Regions from separate parts of the Mus musculus genome. Here all the other regions are linked to region 1. A link is a contact called in public Hi-C and HiChIP or PLAC-seq data. All regions are on one chromosome and are shown on one strand. The core of a region is the stretch at or near the end of the contact, and the rest is flanking DNA. Distances in the headings are between cores, read along the strand shown.

Region 1 (4,237 bases), core at 1,087-3,586:
GACAGAGTCTGGATATCTACTTTCAAGAAATGTTGATATTGTTAGGATCAGCTAATCTGCTTGCTGCTCTCCCCCTCCCACTGTGTGTGTGTGTGTGTGTGTATTGTATACGATGTGTGCATGTGTATATGTGTGTATGTATGTACGTGTATGTATATGTGAATATGTATGTATGTCTGTGTATGTATATGTGTTTGTATATGTCTGTATATGTATATGTGTATATGTATAGATGTATGCATGTATATGTATGTATGCACTTATGTATGTATGCAAGACTTCAACACAAGTCCTTTCCTAGAAATAAAGAATAAGTTGAAGTTGCTGCTGTTTTGATTATATAGCTTTTGTACGCCTCCCAAGAGAATAGCCATCTACTCAGTGCAATTCCTTAAACTGTATTTTCTATTCCTTCCATGTCTTGAATAGAGGAAACATCTTCTGAACAGAATTCTCTCTAAATGAGAAATTAGAAAGGGGAACAAAGTCTAAGCCATACTTTGAGGTCAAGTGTCCTCCTTTGCTGTGTTTTCCTGGCTCATTGAATCTTGTCACACCCCAGATCCCCTTTCTGGCTGTGACTATAGTTTCTCAGGCTTGGGACCTCTTTTTCAAGGTTAAGAGAATGTTACTAACATGGTTGAGAAAAAAGTGTTATCAAAGATGATGAGAAAAAGGCCTGAGATCTGTGGTTTTAAGTAAACAAAATATTTTTAAAGGAAGGATTCTTTTTCCCTATGAGATAATGTTCTTAATCTCAGGCACTTTCCTGTAGTTAGAATCATCTACAGGGCATAAAAAAAAGTCAGCCTGCAAAATTAGAGAATTATTTCAATAATGGCTGCTTTTAGATTTGCTGGATGGAAACACAAGAACAGTCAGATATAAACCTTCAAGCGGTAAAGCCAACTACGTACTGTATTTGGTGCTTTCGGAAGACTGGCAGTTCTATTGAATGAGATCAGTTGCACAGTTCCTAATGCCTCACCAAATGCACATGGACGTATAGCAAGAAAGAGCCATATTTGCATGTCAGGATTTGTATTTGAATATTTGATTGTGCTTCCTTTCTTCCCCCACAGGCAGAAACCTAGGCCCAGGAATGTGTGATTTACCAAGGTCACTCAGCCCACAGGACCAGGGCTGGCCTCCTCTCCCCCAAGATCCATGCTTGGCTGAAATGCAGTTTTCCCTACGCCAGATAGGATGGTGCTGGAGGACAATCCTATGGCACATATGATAATAATTCACATTATTTCAAAGCATCATTTAAAAAAAAAACCCAGAAATATGACACACACACAAAATCAATCCCTGCTTTTCTTAAACCCAGATTTGGAGTAAATAAGGACACCCATAGTTCTTCAAAAATCACTCCATAGGGAAGAATAACCAAACACTGAAGGTAATTAGCATAGCTCCATTTCATATATACAAAAATCAAATAAAACTCAGCAATGAAAATATTCAGAAACAGAAGAAAAAGTCAATTTTTTTAAGATGCAACCCTATCTTGGAATCTTTTTATTGGCCAAAAGCCTTTGCAAGTGCTGCCTGTGGGTGCATGTTCCCGAGCCGGGGACTGTTCTGTGAGCTTCTAGACCACGCTGCAAGAATCCATGCAGTCCAGTGGCAGTGAAGCAGTTAAGTTCCCTCATCTCCTAGGCAACCAGCAATGGCAGTCCACATAAGAATCCTGGAGACATTGCCAATCTGCTGTTTAATAAAGTAAACTTTGATTGCTAGAGATATTTCTTCTTTTTATAAGTCATTTTTTCGTTACTATATTCAAATGTAATGCCAACCAGCATGCTCTATGTGCAGGGGTAGCCTCTACCCTGTAAAGAATGGCCCATTAGAAATGTTATTTTAAAAGATGCAGGGCACTGTGCATATTCACAACTGATTGGATTGCATAAGAAAATAACATCAAAGAAAGCTCCTAAGGTGTATTTGCTTAGTGAGAACAATTCAGAACATAACAGAGCTCAGTTTCCCAGTTTCTTCTTCAGCAACCTGAAAATATTAATTTCTGCAAGCTGCATGTCGTTTAATTTTAAGATGCTGAATATCCTGTGATGTATCCGTCTGCTTTTTAAAATTAAAATCTAGAGTCTCCATTTTGAAACAAAATTGTGTGTATGTCCCACTCAGACAAGCACAGAAAAGATTTATTCAAAGTTGCCCAAGCCTTCTCTCCCCTGTTTCAGAAGCTATGCTGCAGCTTGGGATATTGACAAGCCCTAATAGGAAACCTAGCAGGGGAGCTTAATGAGCCCTGCACTGAGTGTGAGGGAGGGCAGGAGGAAAGCCACGGCAAAGCTAAACCAAGCTCTGTGTCCACAGTGCCTAGCAGCCGGCATGGCAGCTGCCTGGCGTTCTCCTTCTGTCTCCTCTGCCCCTGTACACAGCTCTTTCCTCTGACCCAACTAGCTTGATAAAAAATTGTGCTGGGTTCTTCACAAACATAAAAGCAGCCGAACAAAACAGATAGTCTCTCCATTGATGAAGAGGAGGGGAGATTGGAAGGCTGGATAGGAGAGCCAGTGCTGCAGAGCCGCGCGTAACACCGAGTGGGGAGCAGTGGGGGAGGGGCAAAAGGAGAACCGCTTCGGTAAAAAAATGGCCCCTGCTCCTTGTCTGTGTACCTCCTTGATGTTGTCCTCCAGGAGAGTTTTGTTAAGTCAAATCTTCAATTCTAAGAACACCATCTATCTAATTTACACCCACAGCACACTGGGTATTTCTCATCTTTTTTTTTTTTTTTACAACATTTCTTAGATATCCCTTTGTTATCATTTTCCACTCCAGTGAAAAAATCAAAGGCTTGCCTCTCCCCCAGCCCCTAAGAGTCTTCCAGCATTTTGCCACCCTTAACTCTGCTTGCGATTAGAAAAGTCAACAGCACGATTCCTAGCTCTAATGAGTAGACAGCTCCAAGGAATTTGTAGCCTGCATTTTCTCTGCACACCAAGTATAGGGTCCAGTAGTAAATTCTGTGATGTTGCCTACATCCATGGTGGATAACCCCGTGCATCGCTTAATACGATTTATGCTTGTTGGCTCTCTCTATATGCCCTGCCATGGTGAATAAAGGAGAGGCCGAGTTCCCGTGGCAACCAGAGCCACTGCACTCCCAACTGCGGGCAAATTCTTCCTAAGCAGAAAGTAGGCAGGAGAAAGACTATGCTGGCTCCTGCATAAACATGCCAGGCTCTGATCTGGAAGAAGGAGGCACCCAGTCTCAGATTGAATTTAGATGCTCTGATTGCTTGGCCAGACCCTTCCATGTGCTCTTCCCATGGAAACATCTGCAGCTGGACGGGAGCCCAATCATAATTCTTTGCAGATCTCCCCAGCCCCGTTGCTAGTCGAATGTCACCCGGGCTTCATCAAGGACGAGACTCCATCAAGGACCCAGAGAAGAATTCTTTATGCATCTGCTCAAAATGAGGAGGTTATTTTGTTGTCTTCAAGATGGCTCTTGAGCTGCAGGCAGAGCCAAGGGCTGTGGCCTGAATGAGGAGAGTTGCTAGGAGATAAGCCCGGCTGCAGACAGCAGGCTGGAGTTATCTCTAATTGACAGCTCCTTACCCTAAGGGTCTAATTCTAACCTTGAGACCAGGACTATAATGAGAGGGCAGTTTTCCGTCACCCCTATTCCTGGCGCAGGCAGGGAGATTACTGGAGGACTGTTTTCTAGGGGTTTGTTATGTTTCTTTTATCGGGGAGGGGACCAGACTCGCGGGGGCCCTGTCTCAGCCCCAGTTTGCATCCCTGAGCCCTTGTCTGATTCATAACACCTGAATAAACTCTCTCCTGCAGTGAAGATGGGCTCGCTTTGAAATATCCAGGGTGTGCAAGGAAGAGAAGCCCTCTTGGACTTAAAATGATTTGAAACTGAAGCAGAACAGGTGGATTTCTTTAAAAAAGTGGGGATCGGGTCCGGGGAAGGCAAAGAAAAGAAAGCAAACACGGGACTCTATTTTCCATATTGCCCCTCCCTCCGGGCCCCTCTTGGCTTCCAGAGAAGTCTGCTCTGTGATTTCTGAGAGAGATTCTGTTTAGATGTCATGCCGGACAGTAAAACTACACACACAGACAGGGAAAGGATCTGCAGGTTGGGAAGAGCCCGGGTGTTCTGAATTTTTTTCTGCAAGTAGGTTGACTAGCTTTTGTGTTTTAGTTTTTTGTTTGTTTTTTTTTTTTCTGAATAATACCACACAGAAAATCCAAT
Region 2 (4,237 bases), core at 1,165-3,664, 430 kb after region 1:
TTGAGGGATTGCCCAGAACAGAGTGACATGCAGGAGGTCTGTGAAAGACTTTCATTGATGCAGGAGGCCTAGCCCACTGAGGGCAGTTAGTCCTGGGCTGTATAAGAAAGCTAGCTGAACAGAATGATGAGAGTGAGCCAGCAGCATCCTCCATGGTCTATTTCAAGATTTCTCTGTTGCTGTTTTTCTAGATGATACATTAACCACTCAGAGGAACATGGATTTGTGAGGTTTGTGTACTAAATGTCAAACTCTTAAAGATGAATGCACACACTTAGGAGAAATCAGAGCACAAGCCAAACATTCTAGGTCCAGAGTTCCATCTTTCCAGAGTCTGGCTTTCAACAGTGATCCTCCTGATAAATCATCAGAGGGTCAGAGAAGGCTATTGCTGTACCTCTATGCTGATGACAATCACCATATTTCTGTATATAAGCATTGTCTCATCAACTCAGGAAGGGACTACAGGAGAGGCAGGAGAATGGGGCAGAAGGTGAATTCCAGAAGAGCTTTCACAAAACTTTATAGATCTGGCTATGTAAAAACCAAGTTGGCCAAGAGAAAATTGCCAGAGGAAGCCAACTAAAATCTGCTTGTGACACTGGTAGAGGCATTGGGCATTTCATAGTGTCTGCAGATGGTGTGTGACCATAAGAACACTAAAATACCCCTAGGTACAGACTCAAGACACTAATAATATATGCAGTTGAATGTAGAACGAGGCTCAGCAGATAGAGTCTTTATGCGGAAATCCATGTTATACAAACCAGCCAGAATACTAAGCCCATAAGCCACGAAGCACTCACTGTATGACATCAAAGCTCATCTGTATTTATTTGGAACTACTGAGCCTGCTCCAGCCTTCTTCCTTCCTTGAAAATAGATCTTTAATAAACTCACTTTCTTGCTAACATATGTCTCTATCCAATTGTTTGATCTGGGACACAGGAACCTGGAACCTCTCCAGAGCTGTTCTCTAAGCCCCAATATGGGTGGGTATCACACTCCATACGATAGATATTTTAAGAAAGAAAATGTTAATATATCTTTCATTATTGCATGTTCCTGTAATTGTCCTTATTGTCAGTTGTCATCGATCCATTGCTGCCCTTGGGAAAGCATCATGCAATATGTACTGCAGTGGGATCTATATTCCCAGGCATTCACTCAAGTCTTAGACTATCTTGGAGATGAGGAGGGACAACTAAGCCACTGCATCCTTTTGGAGAATAAAGAAAACATGTTTACTACTCATCTTAAAGGGCACAAAACTTTTGAAAGTACTTGTACTACTTGAACATGCAATATTACTCAGCATACTCAGACTGCTAGCAGAACACTTGCCTGAAAATGATAGCCAGTCAAACAGCAATGCTTTGGGGGATTAACAGAAGGTATTTCATGTACCCTGAGTCTGTTGCACAGACAACAAAGGCCATATTCTTAAAGATTTATTTATTTATTTTATGTAAGTACATCGTAGCTGTCTTCAGACACTCCAGAAGAGGAAGTCAGATCTCACTCAGGATGGTTGTGAGCCACCATGTGGTTGCTGGGATTTGAACTCAGGACCTTCTGAAGAACAGTCGGTGCTCTTAACCACTGAGCCATCTCTCCAGCCCGAAAAGGCCATATTCTTGAATGTGCAGCTGTCACCTGAGGTTTGGTTTGATCCAGGCAAGGACTGCCTACATTATCCTCCATTCAAAGCCCATTGTGATTTCCCATAATTATTTGGCATATGTATCATGAACCTCTAGGATTTTCAGCACCTGGGAAGCTTCTGGCCACCAGACCTAGGGGAATAATTACTTGTAGACACAAAAGTTAGCCAAAAGGCTCTTTCACTTACAAGACAAACCCTTTACAGATGCATAAATGCCCAAGCCTAGAGAAACAGCTGGCTATCACAATAGGGCACTGGTATGTCACCCTCTACCACAGAACTCCCAACATCATTATGTAGGGAAGCAAGAACACAGATTGCACAGATGTGACATAGTACATGCAAACATTCACAGAAAGGGGAGATTGGAAATAGGTATCCAGAGTGTTTACCTGTGGGTTAATTGGGGAAAATCAAAGTTACATTCTATGGCAGTTTGTTGGGAGCCCAAGGCAACCATGTCTACCTTTAGCAAAGAGAGGTCAGCACACACCACTAAAACGAATTGATAACTCTATTAACCACCACAATTAACAGTTTTGAATGGGGCTAGAAATCTATATTTTATCCCCAATTATTTTGTTGCTGTTTCCATTAGAGTTTTAAGGATCAATGTGGGAACAACCCAATATTGCTTTGGGTAACAGAAATTTTATTAATCCTATTCTCAGACTGGCAAAGCCAGGTCTGCCCTGTAACAAAATCCTCCAGCATGCATGGGGTTAAGAGGCAGCATCCAGCTCCACCCCCACACAGTGTGTTCATCTCACTGGCAAGGCAGCCTCAACCAATCTTTGAACACAAAAGCACAGCATGGAAGGGGGGCTGCCTGCCTCATGGTTTTCCTATGATTTCCTACATAAAAATGAGAGGAAAAACAAAATGCTAGGCTCCCCTACCCAGTCTTAGTAAGGATCCTTATTAGACGGATTGGTCACTGCTAGTGTCCTGAGTGAGATTCTATTTACTGGGTGCACAAAAGCAGACAAAGCCACAAATGAGCGGCTCTGTCACTCTTGCTCATAGGAGAGTGTACAATTCATGCAGGAGGCTCCTCCGCTTCTGGTCGCAATGTTTGTCAGGAGGCCTAAAATCCATATGTCATGGTTATCGGTTTACCAGGGAACAGGGCAGAGTATGTTAGGTACTGGTAGTGGCTTGGGTAGCAGATGGTGGTCTGCTCCCCTGACACACACACACACACACACACACACACACACACACACACTCACTATCCTACTTTTTTTTACTACCCCCTTTTTTCTCTAGTCCCTGGTTAGTTTTCAGTGGTCCTGAACCAGCAGGCTCTGGATTGCACATGTGATGTGACTTTCCCTGGGCCCCTTCTATTTTTAGCCACATGAAAGAAACCTAGAATCTGTAAGAAAGCTATCTCACCTTCAAGTTTCCCTAGAAAGAATTTAAATTTCTATTCAAAACAGAGCTTGTTATAATTGGGATAGGGATGCTCTTCCCTCAGGCACTATGAGTCAATTAATTGGTTTTTTTTGAAGTGTTAATGGGGAAAATTTTTTTGACCTTTTCCAGAGTTTTTCCATGGAAGCTATTCATGAAAATTGCTAAGCTATTAAGCAACCAATTTTGGAGGCCACAAAGCTCCATGAGCTGTGTAGGCTTGGTGTGGGGGTGGGAATAAACATACAGCATGGGTGACTTCTTTGGTCATATCAAGAAAAGTACCCGCTTGATTAAAAAAAAATCTCCTTTTATACAGAGGCGTAAGTGTGATGGATGGATAGATAATTTAAGAGAGAGAGAGACAGAAAGGAAGCAGTGAAATTGATTCTGCAAAGTCTGAACTACACCAAAGCAGCCCTTGTGGCCTTGGGTGCAGTCAGATCTTCCTAGGCATTGCCTATTCCATGTAATAAATTAAAGCAACAAGGGAAGAAAAGTATAGAGAAACCACTCACGAGAAGCAAGCTCCGGAACAGAGTTCCAGTGCATAGACGCCATCTAAAGATTCTTTCAGAGCCCTGAAGATCTCCAGTAAGCTTAATGGTAAACTGATCTTGGTGGGTGAATTCATGTCAGCAAATGCAATCGGTTTAAATTTTAGCATCTTCTACTTAAAAAGCATTAGGATAAATTTCAAGTTATTTCTATGTTTTCATTTTTGTAGGTTCCTAAAAATCGTTTTTCTTTTTTAATAAAAAAAAAAAAAAAACTAGCAAAGACCACACCAATCAGCCACACACCTCACCCTTCACTCTCCTTCTAGTATCCAAGCCTAGGTTTCTGCTCATGGTACCTTGAAAAGAATACCAGAGATGAATGGAATAAGTGGTTTTGCCAAAAATTGCGCAGGTTTCTCAGGGCATTCTGTTATTAGAACTGATGGCCATATGAATAAGTGTTTGGTTAAAGTACAAGGAAACCTTCCTCCCAGAAATTGGAAATGGGGTAATTAGATTAATTAAATATTCTCCTAAGCAGTGAAGCACCATTTATGCACAAAAGAGTCCTACTTGAATATGTGTGTGTGTGTGTATACACACACACACATACACACACATTATATATATATACATATATATATACATATATATA
Region 3 (4,237 bases), core at 1,193-3,692, 330 kb after region 1:
GTTCATCTTTGTTTTGTCTGAAAAGGCATCTGGGACCAGCAGTTTGGACTTGATGACAGATTGATAATTGAAACAAGTTTTTAAGAGTGACATTTTAGTTTAAAGTAACTACAGCAAAAGAGGGGAGAGCTTTTAAATAGTGTGTATTCTTCAAACTCCCAGAAATGCCCTGTTCCATCTAGTGCCTTGCCTTTGCCTCTCTCCACCAGCTTGAACTCCTCTGGCCTGGGTTGGGTTGGGAGTGTTGTCTTGGAGTCAGAGGAGAGTAAGGTGAGGAGAATAAGTCACATGACTAGATTCAGGCTTCCCATTTGAGGTGAAACCGATGGAGAAGCTGTCCTTGGCTGTGCCTGTGAGTGTCTTGCTGTGTGAGGTTATAAGGGTAAGCGCACCAAAAACAGGACCCAGTGGTGACTCCCCGCTTGTTTAAGCCCCCAGAGCTGCCTTCTTCACATGTGAAAGTCAACTGTCAGAGCAAACAGCCTTCAGGTCTAGGGAACTGAAATATTCTCGAAAACCTTAAAAAAACAAAACAAAAAAACCAAAAAACAAAAAAAAACAACCCCCCCCCATCTTACTTCCGGTCACTCTGAGGATAACATAAAATGTAAAGGAGGTTCTTTCTGAATTAAAATGAGCAAGGAATTTCCTTAAAGAACTTTTCTTCTAGTCTCCCAGAAGTGTCAAAAAAAGAAACCAGGCCTCCAGACCCACTGTGACCAGAAAACATATAGAACAACCTATAGCTACAAAGAGTACAAAGAGACTTGAACTTGGGAAGGAAAGATGAAAAGAACGAATATGTGATAAAAGAAAAATTTGCAAGGCAGTGAAACAAGCAAAATGAAGAAAGGAAACAAAAAACTCGAAGAGAACGCAAAGACAATTGCAAAGACAAGTTTCAGTTAGGCTGTGAGGTCCCAAAATGTGCCAGCGAGCTCCCTGAGTTCTGAGAAGTTCATTATCTGACCAAGCCTTGCTCCCAGCTCCTCAGCAGTTTCCCATACCTCCAACCTTTGGAGACTTTTATGGCTCAAAGGACTGCACTAGTCACATGGGGAAGAAATTGTTTTGTGGGGGTAGAAACATGGGTGGACAGAAATATGAGTACTTGGAGACTAAAGCAAGGCTTGTACTAGGCTCTTGGGTCATTAGTTCAATCCCTCTATCCCTGTTCTGCCTAAGAAAGGGTTTCTCATGCCCCAGGTGAGGGCAATCCTTATCACCTCTTTACCCCAAGGCCACCAGGGGAATGTGGCCCCCATAGAGGCCTTACCTGAAAGGGTCATGGTTCTTCTCTAGTGCATTTGTTTTTTCCTGTTTAACAAGTTGACAGGAGCGATTACTCAAAGACCAGCAGCCAGCTCTCCAGGTCATCCAACACAAACAAAGCATCAGCACCCTGTCAGGGCCTCCACAGTGTCTGTACCACTTAAACACTTCCCTGCATCTATAGGAACCCATGGGATTCAGGGCTCTCCAACCCCACACTTACCAGCACACAGTTACTTGCTGTGGTTTTATCTTAAAAGGTAGCATGAAGCAGGTCTTTGCTTCAGAAGTGGGGTGTCAAAAATATCGAGGGAAGCATGGAATACCAAAAGGCCTATGCCCTGTCCTCTATTTGCTTTCTGCCTTAGTATAATAAATGATCCTCCCCAAACCATGGAGTCTCCCAGAGAGACTTATCCACAGTGACGATACCCAAGCTCCAAAGCTTTAGGTAGTTAGGAAAAGGAAGTTATATTGCAGTCCCAGCCAAGAACATTCTGGAACTGATCATTGGCTTACATCACAGCCCCCCTTCACCCCCCCAGGAGAGCATTGGCCGAATCAGAAAGCCATTTTAACCTTTAATTATTTATTATACACCTTTCTTCAAAACCTGGTGTGGGACTCTTAACAGTATGTAACATGAGACAAAAAGGACACAGGGCTTGTGTGGCCACTTGATTCAAGAGCGTCTCTGAAGGGACATGTGTACCTTGTTATTTGTGACCAGAATGTGAGAGCCTGCCTTGATCAGCTCTCTCAGGCTCCTACCCTCCTGTGTTCTTGCCCTCTGTTCCTGTGAAACTCCAGCCCAAGTCCCTAGCCCCTGTCCGTGGGACACAGCATTCTGTCTTCTCAGCTGCCACCATATGCTCAGGTTGTCACATGGTTTACAGATTAGGGGGAGTCACTCTTGACTAACATATGACAAGAGGCAGTTGTCATTAGCACACTAAACTCTGTGGACCCAAACCTGCTCTATCCCCAGTGAGCACGTAGCCAAGCCTGATCCCCGATTCTGATTAATGGGATTGGCAATTAAGAGAACAGCGGACGATGGAACAACTGCCTCACCCTTCAAAGCAATTTTGCCTTTGCTCTGAGGTAATGAAGAGTAAACAGAAGGCTGTGATAAACTCAAACAGACAAGAGTCACATGCCCTCCCCCATCAGCACCATTTTTCATTGCTGCAATTCTGAGACCTCGAACCACCAGAGGAGCCCAGTGTCTGCTGGGTGCAAGCACTGATTAATAATTCTGCACTTTAGACTCCATAAGACATGTTCTTTGCATTTCTCCAGGTGTCAGGAGAAAAATTAAACAACAGTTTAAAAGGCATTAAGTGGATATTTCCACTAGCATGCTCTGTCCTGTCCACCTTGGGTGTCCTTTGGATTGGCAGGTGTCAAGATAAAGGCAGCAGATGACATGGCTTACATTTCAAAACCTGTCTTTCAATCATCTTGGTATGTTAAATTATTTCATTGAATTAGTGCCTCAGACTCTGGTGAAGGAAAAAAAATTAAATGTTCACCAGGACCAGTAGTCAGGTGGGTGTGCTGTGCCTTTAATTTCTCATTCACTCGGGGGTCAGCAGAGTAAATTTCATCTGTCTCAGTTAAAGTCAGACACCTCCCCCTTGTGGTTCAGTGCAACCCATTCAATCCTCTTATAACCTTTGTTCAGGTGTTCTGACTGCTGCTACAGGCAGGATGCTTGCCAGAGCACTCAATGATTCTGGTCTGATTATCTAAATAGTGATCTGGTCCTCCACTAACAGATGGCCTTGAGCCTGATTAAAAAAAAAGTAGCTAAGAATATAAAGAGACCTATACTTTAGGCATATAGTTAATTTGTCCCAGAAATGTTAGTTTCCTAAATGAAGTATTTTATATGCTTAGCTACATGCTATGAGTTGTTTTGTCAACAACATGCTATTTGAATGACTGAAAACTATGTATCTGTTCTACACATTAAAAACTTGTATCAAGAATATATAAAGAGTATCTACAAACAAACATTTACAGAGCTCTGCCCTGACCCTTCTGCAACTCATTCCCTAGGCCACAGCTTGTCTGGTAGCCCTGAAGGCCTGCTGCCACCTGGGACAACAAGAAGCCTGAGGCCATTAGGGACTACTAGTTCTGCCTGCAGCCCTGGAAGCCTGCTGCCAGCCAAGACAGTCAGTTCTACATGCAATCCTGCCATCAGGGACTATAAGGTCTGCCTGCATCCCCAGATACCTCTTGCAGCCAGGGACCACCAGGCCTGCCAACACCAAGGACAGCCACAGAGCTAAAGGCCAGTATAAGGACACAATCAATAAAAGCCACGGCAATATTGGAGCACTAGAACCCATTCTAATACAGCAAGCCCTGGATATCCTAACACACCTGAAGCAAAAGAAAATGACCTAAAATTTAATCTTCTGAAGATGACAGAAGCTTTTAAAGAGACACTAGTAAATCCTTTAAAGAAATATAGAAAAATACAATCAAGCAGCTAGTGGTCTTCAAAGAGGAAAGAAAGAAATGTAAGGAAATATAGGAAAGTACAACCAAATAGGTGAAGGATATGAATAAAAATGTTCAAGACCTGAAAATGGAAATAGAAACAATAAAGAAAAGACAATCTAAGGAAATCCTGGAGATGAAAAACCTATGACAGAGAACAGGAACAACAGATGCAAGCATCACCAACAGAATACAGGGTAGGAAGGGAGAATATCAGTCATAGAAGATATGATAGAAGAAATTGATACATCAGGCAAAGAAAATGTTAAATCTAAAAAATGCCTGACACAAAACATCCAGGAAATCTGGGATACTATGAAAATACCTAACCTAAGAATAATAAGAATAGAAGAAGATGAGTCTCAGATCCAAGGACCAGAAAACATTTTCAACAAAATCATAGAAGAAAATTTTCCAAACCTAAAGAAAGAGATGCCTATAAATGTACATG

Evidence for each region. A called contact is a pair of places that touch in the nucleus more often than the background predicts. HiChIP or PLAC-seq counts read pairs in DNA pulled down with a chosen protein or histone mark.
Region 2: an H3K4me3 HiChIP or PLAC-seq map of embryonic forebrain shows a contact between it and region 1, with 5 times the contacts expected there. The contact joins two enhancer-like sites. A contact is called at or near these places in 2 of 484 Hi-C or Micro-C datasets (cerebellum and embryonic cerebral cortex) and 4 of 115 datasets of contacts at active chromatin or transcription factors (astrocytes, embryonic forebrain, embryonic hindbrain and 1 more).
Region 3: a Hi-C map of cerebellum shows a contact between it and region 1, with 2.2 times the contacts expected there. The contact joins two enhancer-like sites. A contact is called at or near these places in 5 of 484 Hi-C or Micro-C datasets (the N1E-115 cell line, cerebellar granule neurons, cerebellum and 2 more) and 5 of 115 datasets of contacts at active chromatin or transcription factors (craniofacial prominence, differentiating embryonic stem cells, embryonic forebrain and 2 more).

Annotation. Positions count from the first base shown.
Region 1 is chr12:27,060,465-27,064,701 of GRCm38.p6, reverse strand. Gm30515 (a long non-coding RNA gene) reads left to right here. Exons shown (of 7, transcript XR_001780580.2): 3 at 1,083-4,237. Among named protein-coding and RNA genes, the nearest start is that of Gm30515, 21 kb to the left of the region's middle. RefSeq lists an enhancer at 1,603-4,237. Within about 2 kb of position 2,336, at least 109 of the 459 cell types and tissues checked have an H3K27ac peak or open chromatin away from gene starts, as enhancers often do. A contact at or near this core is called in cerebellum, embryonic cerebral cortex and embryonic forebrain, where this site is marked.
Region 2 is chr12:26,630,203-26,634,439 of GRCm38.p6, reverse strand. No RefSeq gene overlaps it. Among named protein-coding and RNA genes, the nearest start is that of 1700020D12Rik, 19 kb to the right of the region's middle. Within about 2 kb of position 2,414, at least 51 of the 459 cell types and tissues checked have an H3K27ac peak or open chromatin away from gene starts, as enhancers often do. A contact at or near this core is called in cerebellum, embryonic cerebral cortex and embryonic forebrain, where this site is marked.
Region 3 is chr12:26,732,641-26,736,877 of GRCm38.p6, reverse strand. No RefSeq gene overlaps it. Among named protein-coding and RNA genes, the nearest start is that of 4933409F18Rik, 100 kb to the left of the region's middle. Within about 2 kb of position 2,442, at least 8 of the 459 cell types and tissues checked have an H3K27ac peak or open chromatin away from gene starts, as enhancers often do. A contact at or near this core is called in cerebellum, where this site is marked.